Regions from separate parts of the Mus musculus genome. Here regions 2 and 3 are each linked to region 1. A link is a contact called in public Hi-C data. All regions are on one chromosome and are shown on one strand. The core of a region is the stretch at or near the end of the contact, and the rest is flanking DNA. Distances in the headings are between cores, read along the strand shown. Region 1 overlaps Cadm2 (cell adhesion molecule 2). Region 2 has its middle 230 kb from the start of Cadm2. Region 3 holds the start of Cadm2 (cell adhesion molecule 2).

Region 1 (4,877 bases), core at 1,008-3,507:
CAACAACAACAACAACAACAACAACAAAACAACAACAACCTAAAGCATCCATGGCATTTAGAGTGGAAATGAGTGTTTGTTTCTCTAGCAAATGGGAGGGAATGCGGGTGTATGAGAGAGAATATGTTGTACTAAAAGTGCAATTCAATAAACAGATCTAAGCATTTACCAGAAAGTTAACAACCATATAGATCAAAACAACAACAACAAACAAATGAAGACTTGTCACCTTTACAAACCTTTAAATGAGTTTTAAACCTGTATAATTCAACAAAGTTCTTGACATTATGTTCAACTTGCACAATGATGTTCATGCACACCATCAAGTGCTTTGATACTTGATATTACTTTGATAGGGTTAATATGAAGCCGAAAAAAAAATGCTTTCTGGGAATGTAAGTGGGAATGGGGAGTCACATGACTTCTCCTGCTAGCTTCCCATTGCATACCTTCCTGAGTAAAGGTGAGATCCTTAGACAGGAAAAGTTCCCTGTAGTCTGACTGGGCCCTCCTTCCAGGCTCACCTTGGACCATCCCCAGCTGCCTCTCATTGGGCATCAATCTCAGTGGGTTTTGTTTCCCTTTGTTGTATGTCTTTCCTTTCAGTTCCTTCAACTGCCAGCAGTTTTTTTTTTGACTCTGATCTAGAGATTTTTACTTATAGCTGTTGGTGGAACAGTACTGGCTCTGCACCATCCTTGCCCTAAGGCTATTTTCAAATTGTTGGCTTTTTCTTGAAAGCAGATAATAGTTGAAATGTTACCGTTTCTCAGCTGGATACTTCTTTTAGTATTTGTCTTTTCAATTTTGCTGCTTCCTCTTCATTGCCAGTTCTGAACGGACAGCTGTCATTTCTAGGTGATCTACTCAAGTCATGCCCATGGGAGGTACACTGTCACCATCAAGCATATATCTGACAAATAAATTCATGTAATTGAAGAACATTTTATTGAAAAATTCCACTCAAATAGTAAGTATATGTTCAGAAAAGACTACATTATAACTGTAGTTTAGTGGTTAATATGAATTGAAATTATCCATTAAAACGTGTAATATATGTTTTATACTTTTTTATTATTTTATTTTTCACAACTTAAAATTTACAGAAATATTATTTAAAAGAAAATATTATAAAGGTTCCTTCAAACATAAGTAGATATATTGATTGCTTTAATGAAATTATTTATATTTAGTACAACGAATAATAAAAACAGTATCAATAGAAAGCCAATGTCAATCTTACATCATATTTTTCAGAAATGTGTGAAATATGAGACAATTCTAAAGAAAAATAACTCCTGCATATAGATGCTAAATTAAATCAATAACTAGTACTTAAAATTCAGACTAAAATTCATTAAATCAAAAACCTTGTTTTCTGTTTAAAATTGAGGAAAACAAAAACTACAACATCAGATTAAAGACCTAGTATATTTGTATTTGTAATTTGCCCCATTATCTTTGTCTTATTTTGCTAAGATATATTTTATGTATATGTATATTAGTTGTACATTATAAATTAATATTTTAATATTTAATTGTTTAATTTGTTTAATATTTAACTGTACTTTACATTTTATATCTCTTCTAAAAATATAACTAGCAGTGCAGATTTCTGTTGTATTTGATATTTAAAATATATTAAATTTAGTTGTTTTAATTCATGAACCTTCCCAGACATATCAAATATGTAAGCACCCTTACTATTCCTTTAGAATCTGATTGAATTTTCTGCCAACAAAATGCAAATTTAAATGATTATAACACACCAATTTTCCCCTTTCAGTGGAAAATTGACTTTATAGATGTAACTTTTTAAAAAAGAATACTAAACAGTTAAATAGTCAAATGATATTAAAATATAGGTTAATGAACTACACTTTATATAAGAACAGAAAACATTTATTTAATAAGTTTCTTAGAGATTTATAAATACTCCCTAAAAATTATAATTAAGAATATATGGATTTGGTGATAATACTGAATAATAAAACAGACTAGAAAAATTTTTTATATAGACAGTACAACTTTTCTGTGAATTCTCTAAGAAGGTTATGGTTTATAGGATCACCTAGTCAAGAGTTATTGTTGGATACATTGGAGATGCGGTTTTTCTCTTAAGTCCTAAAGTTTGCCTTGTATGAATGACCTAGAAAACTCATCCCGCATTCCGGAAAAGAGAATGACGTGGAGTTTCTACAGGAGAGTTATGGTTCTGTGCCTCAGGAGCTGCGGGTGCCACTGTAAATCTGAAAGAGCCTTTTGTCACGGATCAGAGCCAACAAGGGGTGAGGTCCAAGCTTTGGGTGTGCGGCAGCTTCTGCTCTCTGGGTTGGTATCAGAGTGTGATGCTCACAATGGCCACGGTGAACCCCAGGATCTGGTCTACAGGATTGTAACTCCCGAAGCTGCCAGTTTGGCACTGTTTTGCTTCGATATGAGGAAGAGAAAGCCTCTCCAACCTTTCCTGGCCTTGCAAGACCCACTGGCCGCCAGCTTTGTCTCTTCCCGGCTTTGGTCTGGCAGTTGTAATGGAACATGGGTCTCCAATGTGCATCCTGTCTCTATGGAAACTGGCAGGCAGCATGGTCTGATGGCCATGCTCCACAGTGGCTGGGATGAGGGATGGCACAGAAGGTGGAGACCAGGTGTTATATTCTAAATGGAAAGTTGAATGCAGGGGAAAAAATGCAGTAGACTCAAAGAAAAATAAAATTATTTGGTACAGCCAATAGATTTCAGGAATTGTCTAAAATCTACATTCTAGAAAACAAAACAGAAAAGAGAAAAACAAGATGACAAGTAAAATCTCTGTAAGTATGTGAAGAAGAGGGGGTTACACCACAAGGAGAACCAATTTGCACTTAGTTATCAGTCTTAATTTTTCCTCCAATTTCCTGTCTCGGGTGATAGAGCATCCACTGTGGTTCCCTTGGGGATTGTAAACCTGCCTTCCTGACATTTGTGTTTTGCCATCTAATAGGCTTTCGTATGCAATGTGCTTCAGTCCACACAACTACTGAGCCACAACTTTCACATTAGAAGGTTATTTGTTTCGAATGCCTTTAGTAATTTAGTGGAAGTAATAACACACTGTGTGTGCACTTAGATGTATTTTTAGACTCTAATTTAGGCGACATGAATGATCTCCAACTTTGTAAGATGCACATTCTTTATTTAAATACGCCCTGAACTAGTTGAGAGAAGAGACAATAGAGGGGGGAGAGAGAGAGAGAGAGAGCAAGCAGACAGGGAGAGCTGAAATAACATGAAGCAAAAAGCCAAACAAGAGTAGACCTACATAGCACATCACTGTAAAATGCACAGCCTACTCCATTCTGTTTCTTGCTGGCTTCATAGTTCACAACAATTAGCATATTTTACATGTACTGATCCACTTGGCATTTGTGCTTTTTGCAACCCATAAATAAGAAACTCAACACAAGGAATGCATTTTGCATTTAATTACGTTTCTGAGAGAAAAGAAAATATTGTTTAAACAAACTGAAAAAATATTTTGTGTCATTTAACTCCAGTGGCAGTATCTTTTCAGAATCAGATAACTTTATAAATACATTTAGCAGATATAGGGTCGTGTAACCATACTTTCAAATGAAAGGGTTAAATTACAGGCCATTATATAACCGGAGGTTTTGACACTTTTTTTTTTATTGAAAAGCTGCACGTTCCCAAATTTTGTTGTCTTCTTTTTGTTTTCCATTATTATTTTTTTAAGTCTGGACATTTCTTGCAAAAAGTCTTCCTTATATTTGGGAAAAGAAATATAATGAGAAATCCTAAATTACTGTTAATTTGTTAATTTGCCCCCAGAATTTGATCTTACATCCTTAAAAACCACCGAGTGTTACTTATTCCCTCTCAGTGGGTACAAAGGCCAGCCTCATTCTGTCTGTCTAGGACTGTCTCAGGTGGCTCTAGCTCTCCTAGAGGAAGCAGTCATGCACAGAGCACTTCTGGGCTCTATGCTTACTCTCTAGCTCAGGAAGAGTTGGAGAAAACCATTGTTTCCACTCGGGCATTGAAGAGAGAGCAAAGCTGGAAATGTGCTGTTTGTGGGAGTGCAGACCTGTTTGGGGATGAATGTTAAAGCATGCATCTTTTTTTCTGCCGACTCTATTAACTCCACTCCTGTATTTTCTTCCTGTGTCTTTGTTCTCATGGTCTATAACAGCCTCATAACCTAGTTACGGTGTCCATTATTTAAGAACTGGCTACTTTGTGTCCTGTGTAATTATGTGCTACTTATTTTTGTGGTTTGATAGTAAAGGAAAGGGCAAAACCTGGGAGTGTGGGACAGTTTTTAAATAACTCAGGTCAATAGGAGCGAAGGCTCTGTTTATTTCCCCTTTCGCTTGACGTTTCTTTACAACAGATAGAAACACTAGAGAAATTAAAACAACAACAACAAAAACACAACAACAGAAAAAAAAAACAACCTATGGTCTGCTATGTCAAGATATGAAGGAAATGAAACATTTCAGCATTTGAATTATTCCTTTTGAGTTCCTCTCTTAGCTAGGCAGTGGCGAATTGTATTTGTAATCCAGTGAAAGTTCATAAACACAGATGGTAGTTTGACATAAACTGGATGGTCTAGGAAAATCTAGCACTTCAACCTCATTAGACAAAGAGAAGGGGGCAAATGGAACCTGTTTCAAAATTTTTAATTAGTGTGGTGATGGGTGAAAGGAATCTAAATCCAAGTGGAAAAGCTATACAGTTGTAACCGGAGACATCAATGATGACTTTCAGTGGTGCGCTGTAAATATTTAACAACTTTCTCTGTGGGGAAAATTATTGGCCTGTAGTGTTTGCCAATTTTTGTGGTGAAAATATTCCCTCTGTGGTCAATTTCA
Region 2 (4,877 bases), core at 1,322-3,821, 960 kb before region 1:
CATAGCAGCCTTATTTATAATAGCCAGAAGCTGGAAAGAACCCAGATGTCCCTCAACAGAAGAATGGATACAGAAAATGTGGTACATTTACACAATGAAGTACTACTCAGCTATTAAAAACAATGAATTTATGAAATTCTTGGACAAATTGTATTATTTTTAATTTATATTTTATATGTACAAGTGTTTTGCCTACATAGATGTCTGCAACTGGATGCATTCATGGCAACATAAACCAGAAAAGGGTACCATATGGCCTGAAACTGGAGTTACAAATGCTTATTAGCCCTGGTATGGATCCTGGGAATTGAACCCAGGTCCTCTAGAAGAGTAGGTAATGAACCTACCTCCTAAGACATCTTTCCAGTGTTCTAACTTTAGATTTAATCATGCTATTTTTTTAAATTTTGTAACTGTGTCTTTCTGTAGTTCAGGCTGCTCTAGAAATGACTCTATAGTCCATCAGAGACTTTCTATTTTAATAGAGTAGCTCAAGTGTCTCTTGTCAGTCTTTCCATCTTAAAGGTTAGTTTTGGCAGTATCACCCCTGTGCTTTAACTTCATAATATTGCAAAAATATGAATTAATAATGGATTCTTTTTAATATCCTTTTGTTTTTTATTACATTTGACCCCAAGAACAAAAGGCACTTATTTAGTTAAATATTGGCCATGACAAAAGAAGAGTTGAATAAGGAATCTCAATATGGAAAATAAATGTATTTATATGCTTTTGTTTTTTGTTTGTTTGTTTTAAACAAAGAAGAAACAGAAGTGGCTGGAGAGTTCCAAAGAAATCAGTATCAGAAAGTGCTATAAGATAAGAATAAATGAAGATGTTGTGAAGGAAAAAAAATTACAGCCCTACTGAGATTGCAGTCAGTGAGAGGATGGAAAGGAGAAGGCAGGGTATGAGCCTATATGCCTTACAAGCATAGATTACTCAACCTCAAGAAAATTCCCTAACCTCTAGAGTCCAAGAGCTATAGGACTATGTTTACAATTCTAAACTCTGTGAATTGCATATATAAAACAATGCCTCTTTGGCTTTTAATGCTCAGAGTCCCAATCCTTCAGCTCTCACGGGTAATAGATACAAGCCTCTAGATCTGGAAGCCCAGTGTGGACATCAGAGCCGTCAACACAAAAGAAGTTTCCCCTGTGTCTATGTAGATAGACTAAGTGGAGAACCTCCAGCTACTCCTTCACAATGGTATCACATTCACGGTCCTTATAATTATGATGAGGACATCCTTAGGGAAGATTATTCCATTTCCCACACCAGCTATTTTCTTTCAAATAACACCAAAATATTTATATAATGCAATCAACTTGTTTTTGAAAGCAGGGAATTAACAAGGAATATTTTTTAAATCTGTCTAATATTTGCATGCATAATCTCTTTCAGACTACCAAACAGAAATACTTTAATGATGGCAATTCACTTTGTTTTACATAATGAAAAATGCTTTCAAACATTAAGATAATTGAAGCTGAGGAAATAATGTGTTAATCTTATATGCCATGATCCATTGCTCCATTTTACACCGTTTTTGTTTTCTTCATTTTTTTTCAGTGACCAGTTTATTCACTCATATCTATTGTTAAAAATATATAAGGTTAAAAGTCTTGATAAAATTCCATTTTACTTACAAATCAAATAGATTGAAAAATTATGCAGTATAGATGTTCTATTTGCTTTATAATGCAGAAAAATTTAATCAGGATCTAATTTTAAGGATTTACTTTTGTTATTTGTTTATGTGTGTCTATGTACGTGCGTGCGTGTGTGTGTGTGTGTGTGTGTGTGTGTGTGTGTGTGTGTGTGTGCAGGATTATGTGAATCTGTGTGCAGGTGCCCATGGATTCCAGAAAAGGGTGTTAGATACCCTGGAACTAGAGTTATAAGTTATTGTGAACTGTTAAACTTGAGGGCTAGGAACACACCTATGGAGCCATGTAATGGTCATAATATTAATAACTAAACCATATCTCTTGCCTCAGAGCTTAATTTTTAATCAACTGCATAAGAAAGATGGAATTCTAAATTAGTAAATGGTTTCAGAGAAATGAGTTCAATTTAATTTGTAAAAATAGTAGGATCATGTAAAGACCAAAAGCAAAACAAATAATACTGTAAAAAAAAATTAAGAGTATAAGAGTAAATTTAACCATCGAAAGTGTAATGAAACATTTTAAAAGCTTTATTTCATCTTGGAATTATTGTTAAATTTATTATTACCTAAAGTTTACTTTAACGGCTATGAAATCATTTTGTGAATTAAATATTCAAATATTAGAGACAATAATTTGACAGAATAAATAAAACAAAGTAAACAAGTTCAAAGAAATTCAGAGCAAAAATTAAAAGACTCTGCTGTTTGAACTTCACATTCTCATCTTTCATATTTGAAGTTTTTTTTTTTTTTTTTTGTTTGTGCATGTGTGGCTTTGAAAAGCCAAATTGTGGCTTATGTTTCTTTCCGCCCATTCTTTTCAAAACCTGTCACCATCCTGGGCTCAGCTTCTCAATTTAATGGGTAGCTTTCTGCCTATTTTTAAAAAGATCCACCCCATCCCTGGCTTCTGCAGTCCCATCTGGTCGATCTGCTGCTCCTAATGTTGCAAGCAGTCAGAATATCTGCCACAGTTCCCCTTTCTCTTCTGCTGAGGGTTTTTGTGTACTCTGTATTGACTGTTTTCTGATGATTTCAGCTACCTGAAGCAGCATTTACATTCTCCAACCACTGCCCTTTGTCACCTGCAAGCCCTGAATACTTGTATCATCCTAATGTGGTTTTCTCTCACCCTTTCTGTTTATCTAAATCTTCCGTAATTCTCATGACCTGGAGTAAGTCTTATCTACCTCACTGCGCACTTTCTTTTGATTACTTTTGCTGACATTGACCTTTCCTTTTTTTTTTTTTTTCTTCTAGTCTATATATAATCCAGTTTCACAGCCAAGCCCATGAATATTCTGTAATTATCTGCATGTTTTTTTTTTCTTTCTACAAACATTATTAGCCTCTTAAAGGCAAGGGTCATATTCTATATTACTTTGTATTTTTTCATATTCACAACAGTAACTCACAGTTCAGAGAGGACATGTAATGTGTTCCAAAGGATATAAGTTGATTTGCAGCTCCCTTATAAATCACCCACTAAAGCTCTTGAAACAATTTGGTATGCAAAATATCATGCAAATATTATGATAGCAGAAGATTAATTGTGAACTGAACACAGGCTAAAGTTATTTTCTTTTATCCTTTCCCTCCCTCTTTCTATCATTTGCTCCCTCCATTCCTCTCTTCCCTTTTTTTCTCATTTATTCTGCAGCCCATTGATAGATACTAGTAACATTATATTTTCTATCTCAACACTTACTTTTAATCATATCTCTCCTGGAAAATGACACTTATATAACTGTCATAGATAGGTAGTAAAAACAATTATTATCCTCCTCTGGATGCAAATCAGTTTACCTCTGATAGTCAATCAGACATTCTCTTTCAATATTAATAACTTCTTTTGACCGAAATTTGGTTTAAGACCAGTTCATCATCATTTGGTGTAGCCTACATTTTATATTTTACAGGATAATTTATAATTTCTTACAGGATAATTTTACCAGAAGAAAAAAGTTTCAAAGGCTTTATTGAGTAGTCTTCTTAATTCTACACTCCTTCCCACCTATAAATCTATTATAATTTCTCACAATCTGTTCTTGTATTCCTTTGAGCTTAGTGATATTTTAATTTGTCATTTACTCATCAAGTACATGGTAGCTTAAGCCCTCCAGGATTTCACATGATCAATTGCTTCTTTATTTCAAAAACTGCTAGCAAGGATAGAACATTCCATTTTGGTTACCATATAAACATATGATTAAAGTCTGCAACAAAACAAGCATGACAATTACCTCCCCATAATTATTCTTTTCTTCTCTATTTAAAATTTTTATAAACATAGTATGTTTTTACTTTCTGCCTTTATTTTATTCCATTTTATTCATAAACCCTTAAAAGTTGTGGAATAGGAGAGGCACAGTAGCTTTAACAATGGCATAGAATCAAGTCTTAGCTCAATGCTCCATTAACAAGGATATATGAACTCTCTTGCCCTCTGTTGTTTCATGACGTGAGGTAGAAATAATAACAACCTTAGAGCGTTGCCTTGAGGATTGAGTCAGATGGTACAGGCAGAGCAATTAACAGCATCTGACACACAGTAAACAGTTTATTCTTTGCTTCTTATTCTGTAATTTCCAATCGTTTACTTGTAACTTCCTTAATAAGATGTCTAATGATCTGAAACTTTTCAAGGTACTTGGGAACGCGTGGATCTTTTCTTTGTTCTTTAATTCAGTCATAAAATATTAACAAATAAGTATGTTAGATAGGAAAAAAAAGTTTACAACATAGAGTGCTGTGTAAAATGAAGAAGCACACATTTCTGCATAATTCTTCAAACTAGAGAAAAATTATTAAGAAGTACACAGTAGTGTACAAACAAGCAAGTAAACATTAGCATTATTATGGTAGACCATTGGTTTAAGTATAAATAACTAATTAAGTAAAGGACACAAAAGGGACTTAATTGATATTGATAAGTCCAGAGAGCTCTCTGAGAATATTTCATTTAAACACACATTGACTGTGTACTAGCCCAATATTTAGAAACAGTAAGAAAAGAGAGCTGTCACGTGTTTGAGGCCAGACAATGTTTTAAAATGAGAATCAGACTAGCTGTGGATAAATAGGACGATTCCTTATCTACTGGTAAACAAATGAACCAAATTCCACAAACTCAAAGTTGACTCTTGGTGAGTGGCATTGGAGACTTGAGACATTCAAGCATAGTAAAACTGGGAAACTCAAA
Region 3 (4,877 bases), core at 795-3,294, 730 kb before region 1:
TGAGTTTCCAGGAAGATTCCAGTCCAGTGAGTGCTGCTTAACATGGGAGATTCTGCAGTTCTTAGTTCCTAGGACCACAGTTCTTGCCTGTGTGTTTTCCAACAAGAATCAAATGTAATCTGTTTCACATTGTCAGTCACCAGTGCTGAAATATTCCTGCCAACTGGAACAACTGGGATGTTGTCCTAAATATGACAAGTTGTGTGTGTGTGTTCTTTCTTATTTTATTTTATTTTTTACCTTTCTGCTCATTGCAACTTTAGAAATGATCAAAGTCTACTTTGGATGATTCAAGGGGAGAGGTCTCGGGGTAATACAGCCATAAAACGGGTACAAACTAGAACCCAGTAACCTTGACATATCAAACCGTCCTTTTTTGACATTCCCATTTGTTACAGTCTTCCTGACACAGAGCTGAAGCAAGGGTTATGGTATTAGGGCATCACCTTTTGATGCTCCCTGCAGCTTAAGTGATAGCAGTATGCAAGGGCTTTCTGTCTTCCCTAATGTCTAAAACTCATGGTGGGCAACTACCTTCAGCAGTAATAAAATTATTCCCCCGTCCTCCTCCTTTCAGACCCTACTTGCAATTTTATTACTGAAATGACACACCTTAATTTTGAGAACCTATGGAGAAAGTTGAGTAGAGATATGAATGGGTCATTACCTAAAAGGCTTTAAGGGTTGCTCATAAAAAGTTGCCGCAAAGGAAGCAGCAGTCTTGAGAAAGGGCAAAGGGCATCCCTATAGGTCTCTCCTCTCATCTTTGCCTCAGTCCTTTTTGGTTGCAAGCTTCTATTGTGTGTTATCTAACAAAGCCGACCTATTTACGTTGTGACTGATTCAACACACCAGAACTCTTCCATCATCTGCTAATTTGGTCCAATTAAAAACTGGTCATAGGGAGAAAAAACTACGAATTAATCTCGGTTAGAAAAACTTGTGAATAATTTGTCTTGCTCATTTAAAGCTGGACTTCTAAAGCTCGTGGTTTGTATTAAGTGATTCTTCCTGACCACTTTATGTCACACCCTCGAATGAAACACATTTCCTCTTCTTTCTTCTTAGGAGTATTGTTGGCATTTTAAAAGAAATTTTATAAGATTCCCTGTTATTTTTAATTAGGAAAAATCCTCTTCACAGCTACACTATTCTTCGCAAAGCAGACAAACTATCGGGCCCCAGTTACATGTTTGCTCTTTACATGGTAAGAGAACTATTACTATCATCTTTTTCAGTTGAGAAGGCTTCAGAAATACCACCACAAAAGCATTATGAAACCAAAGAGACAGCTATGGGATTTGAACCGGATCTCAGTCCCTATACAGTCACTCCCAGAGCTATGTGGAGAAGTGGACGTGGTATACGTAAACTTTTTGAAGAAAAAACAACAACAACAACAACAAAGTGATTTTTTTCCTTTACTTCTAAATCTCTGCTTCCCCAAGTTCTTGCAGGCAGGTAGGTGTTCAGCGCCCTATACTTAGCCTCTCCCACGCCCTCTGTAATCTCTCCCTTTTGCGGCTGGGAGCATTGAAGATTGCTACTGCAGCTGGTGAGTGGGCAGGTGAAGCCACCATCTGCTCTAGGAGTCCAAATGCTCAGAAGAACTTCGCACCCAGGACCGTGCCCAGGCACATCGGATTCCAGAACCTAGGGGTGTGGGATGGGATGGTGCTGGGGGTGTGTGGTGGTGGTGGGGGGGGGGGGGGAAGATCCAGCTAACCCCGCCCCCTCGCGGTGGCGATTGGCTGAATTCTTCTCCAGGGCTCAGCACCTGTTCATGAACAGGGCTGTCTTCCCTGCAAGTTAGCACGTGGCCACCTTTAAGGAGGTGACACCAGTCCTGAGTGCGTGAAAGGGGGCTTCAGAGCTTCCTGCCCGAAGGGTCCTTGAGAAGCCTGTTTGTTTTTCCCGGCGCTTGTCTCCTCCCACCCTTCTCTGTCATTGGCCCGGTGTGGTGGGTGGGTGTGTTCCTATTGGTCAGGGGGTGGAGCCTATCCCTGGCCAGGGTAGGGGCGGGGCCTTCGCGGCGCTGAGCTTGCCCTTGTGTCTGGTGCTCGCTAGAGCTGCTGCTGCCGCCGCTGCCGCCGCCGCCGCCTCCGTCGCCGCCGCCGCCGCCGCCGCCGCCGCCGCCGCCACTGCTGCTGCTGCAGCCGGAGCATCCGGGAGCCGCCGCCGCCGCTGCTGCCACCGCTACCAAGCGCTGCTACCACTGCTGCCCACCTCTTCTCCCAGGACTCTGACACCCGAGCGCGAGCGGCGGTGCTGCCAGCTTGCTGCCCCTGTCCCCCACCCCTCCCTTCCGTGACCTACCCACTCCTTGCAGCCCTCGCCTGCACCTTCCCCGACACCCCGGCATCTCCGCATCACCTGCCTGAGCAACCTCCGGGCGGGCTCTGGGACTTGCCTCGAGCTCCGAAAGGAAGGCAAGGTCCAAACCGGTGCCGGGCAGATCGGTTGTCGGGGCTGCACCACCAGCAGCAGAAGGAGAAGAAACTATTTAGCCCACCGAAACCCCATTCTGCGGGTGCTCTGCCACTGCCGCTTTTGCTGCCGGCAACCAGCTTCCGCGCGGGTTCGAACACAGCAGCGGCGGTACCGTGGGTCCGGCGGGAGCCGGGGGGACGACACCAGCGGAGCCCTTGCACTGTGTGGTTCGCTCAACCAGCATCTCCTTGCCCCCTCGATCCTTCCCCAGACCCTTAAAAGAAGGGACCATGATTTGGAAACGCAGCGCGGTTCTCCGCTTCTACAGTGTCTGCGGGCTCCTGTTACAAGGTAATCCCCGCCCCGCTGTGGGGAGCATCGCTTCACGCCCATTCCCCATCCTTGCCATTCCACCCCGTATTTCCACTCTCCCCTGGCAATCCCCCAGTGCCCGGCGGTTTCCAGTCCCTCCCCCTCCGCCCCGGTGCTGCAGGGGGCAGTGGCAGTTTGCACCAGCCGTTGCTTCTCCAGCGCTGGCTCAGCCCAGTTCTGGTAGCAGAAAGCTCCTTACGCGGCACCTTTCGCCTTTTCATTCACCTGAGCTGCCTTCATCCCACCCCACTCGATCCCCGCCAGCATCCCCCTCCCACTCAGGGTGGCTGGCAACTTGTGCCTGTCTCAACATTCCATTCTCCGATTCCCCCACCCACCCTCGCCAGCCACCTCCCACATCACGCTCTTAAGCGACCCTTTCCACCTCTTGTCATCTCTTTAACCTCCTCCCCTTTTAGGGTCGCCTTCCTCTTTCCCTTCTTCCCACCAGCATCTCATCCATGTGTCTTTTAAAAAGTGTGTGAGAGCCTGGAAGCAAGCTCCCGCGACGGCAAGAACAGCAGCAGCGGCGGCACCGTGTGCATTGCAATAACATCCCCGGGGTGGGGGGGTGGGGGATTGCGAGACGTGTCATTCACCTAGGAAGAGAAGGGAGACTCTGTCTGGTCTAGAGAGAGGAGTACGAGCGAGCGGAGAAAGAGAGAGAGAGAGAGAGAGAGAGAGAGAGAGAGAGAGAGAGAGAGAGAGAGAGAGAGAGAGAGAGAGAGAATATGAATATGAATGAAACAAGAAATTTAAAACGGAGCGAAGGGACAATTTAAAAGACATAAATCCACTTTATCAACACATCGACTTTTTATTATCCAGTCTGCGTGGTTTGCTTTTTTTTTTTTTTTTAAGCAAAGAAATGCATGCACTCTGGCAGCTACTTCACTGCTTTGGATTTTCGCTCAGAATCTTTACCTGTCTGTCTATCCTCTGTCTGCCGCTTCTTTCCGTAATTAATATCATCCTTCAACGCGAAATGCAAAAACCTTGCGTCTGCAATGGAGGGAAACCACACAAAACAGTTATGCAAATCACTGGTCCTGATGCAAAGCGGCTAGGGGATTTGGGCTCATTTCTCCCAGACCTTCTCTTTTGGAGGATGGAGGAGGTGGGATGTGTGGAAGGGGAAGAAGATGCTAATTTTGAAATAAATGGCAAGGCGTGAGTTGGAGTGTATGGGAGAAGCACTTTGGGGTGGTGGAGGAGGCAGAAGAGGCGTGCATGTGCAGGACCGAAAGGCGGAAGATCCTTGCTTTGAAGAGTAGCACAGGGATGCGGCTTGAATGAGAGAAACGGGAAAGGATGAATGCGAGATGATGGTCAATAGATCTTTTTTTTTTTTTTTTTTTTAAAGCTGGGTGTCTCTTTTCTTGATAAATCTTTGTTCACCTCCAACTCTTCTGCCATCCATTGGTATTTGTGAGAAAGATTAGTTGATCAAATTTATTTGTCTCTGGGTTAAAGGAATGTGGAAGTAAGACACATGTAGACACACCGGAGATTCAGACCCAAACCTTTTTTTTTTTTAAATTATTATTATTTTTTGCAGGATTTAAATGAGGTCAATGAACCATCTTTCAGCAAGTTCTTGGAATGTAGCCTCTTTCTTGCCGTCTTCTGGGGGTTATATATTGGGACAGTATGTTATTTGTGCATATTTATGAATGTAAGTGAAGTAATGGACAGGAAATTGCTGAATCAATTAACTAACCGTGTACAGATGTTTCCTTGAATATATCGAGGAGATTTTTAAACCTATTTTACATGGGATATAAATTTAAAATGTCATGTGCCAAGAAAGCAGATAGTGCATTTTCATGGCTTGCACCTCCTGCTCCCTTTTCTCAGCGCTCACTCCTCCACCCTGGTACTCCTCACCCAGGTGGCTGAAGGCTTTACTTGGATTTCTAATCCTGCCGAGAAAACATCCTCTTGGAGTCCCTAGTTCACCTCTCAGTAACTTGGATTTCTCAGCTGTTTCCTCCCTCCTCCCTCCTCCCTCCCTCTGTGCGTGCATGCCTGTCTGCGTGCGTGCGTGTGTGAGTGGTGTGTGTGTCTGTGTGTGT

The links. A called contact is a pair of places that touch in the nucleus more often than the background predicts.
Region 2: a Hi-C map of cerebellum shows a contact between it and region 1, with 2.0 times the contacts expected there. The contact joins two enhancer-like sites. A contact is called at or near these places in 2 of 484 Hi-C or Micro-C datasets (cerebellar granule neurons and cerebellum).
Region 3: a Hi-C map of cerebellum shows a contact between it and region 1, with 2.1 times the contacts expected there. The contact joins the promoter of Cadm2 here to the enhancer-like site in region 1. A contact is called at or near these places in 3 of 484 Hi-C or Micro-C datasets (cerebellar granule neurons and cerebellum) and 2 of 115 datasets of contacts at active chromatin or transcription factors (astrocytes and embryonic forebrain).

What each region holds. Positions count from the first base shown.
Region 1 is chr16:66,890,156-66,895,032 of GRCm38.p6, reverse strand. The region is part of intron 2 of Cadm2 (cell adhesion molecule 2); the gene reads left to right. Among named protein-coding and RNA genes, the nearest start is that of 1700010K23Rik, 240 kb to the right of the region's middle. Within about 2 kb of position 2,257, at least 9 of the 459 cell types and tissues checked have an H3K27ac peak or open chromatin away from gene starts, as enhancers often do. A contact at or near this core is called in cerebellum, where this site is marked.
Region 2 is chr16:67,848,120-67,852,996 of GRCm38.p6, reverse strand. No RefSeq gene overlaps it. Among named protein-coding and RNA genes, the nearest start is that of Cadm2, 230 kb to the right of the region's middle. Within about 2 kb of position 2,571, at least 12 of the 459 cell types and tissues checked have an H3K27ac peak or open chromatin away from gene starts, as enhancers often do. A contact at or near this core is called in cerebellum, where this site is marked.
Region 3 is chr16:67,618,075-67,622,951 of GRCm38.p6, reverse strand. Cadm2 (cell adhesion molecule 2) reads left to right here and starts at 2,044. Exons shown (of 10, transcript NM_178721.4): 1 at 2,044-2,781. The coding sequence starts at 2,721.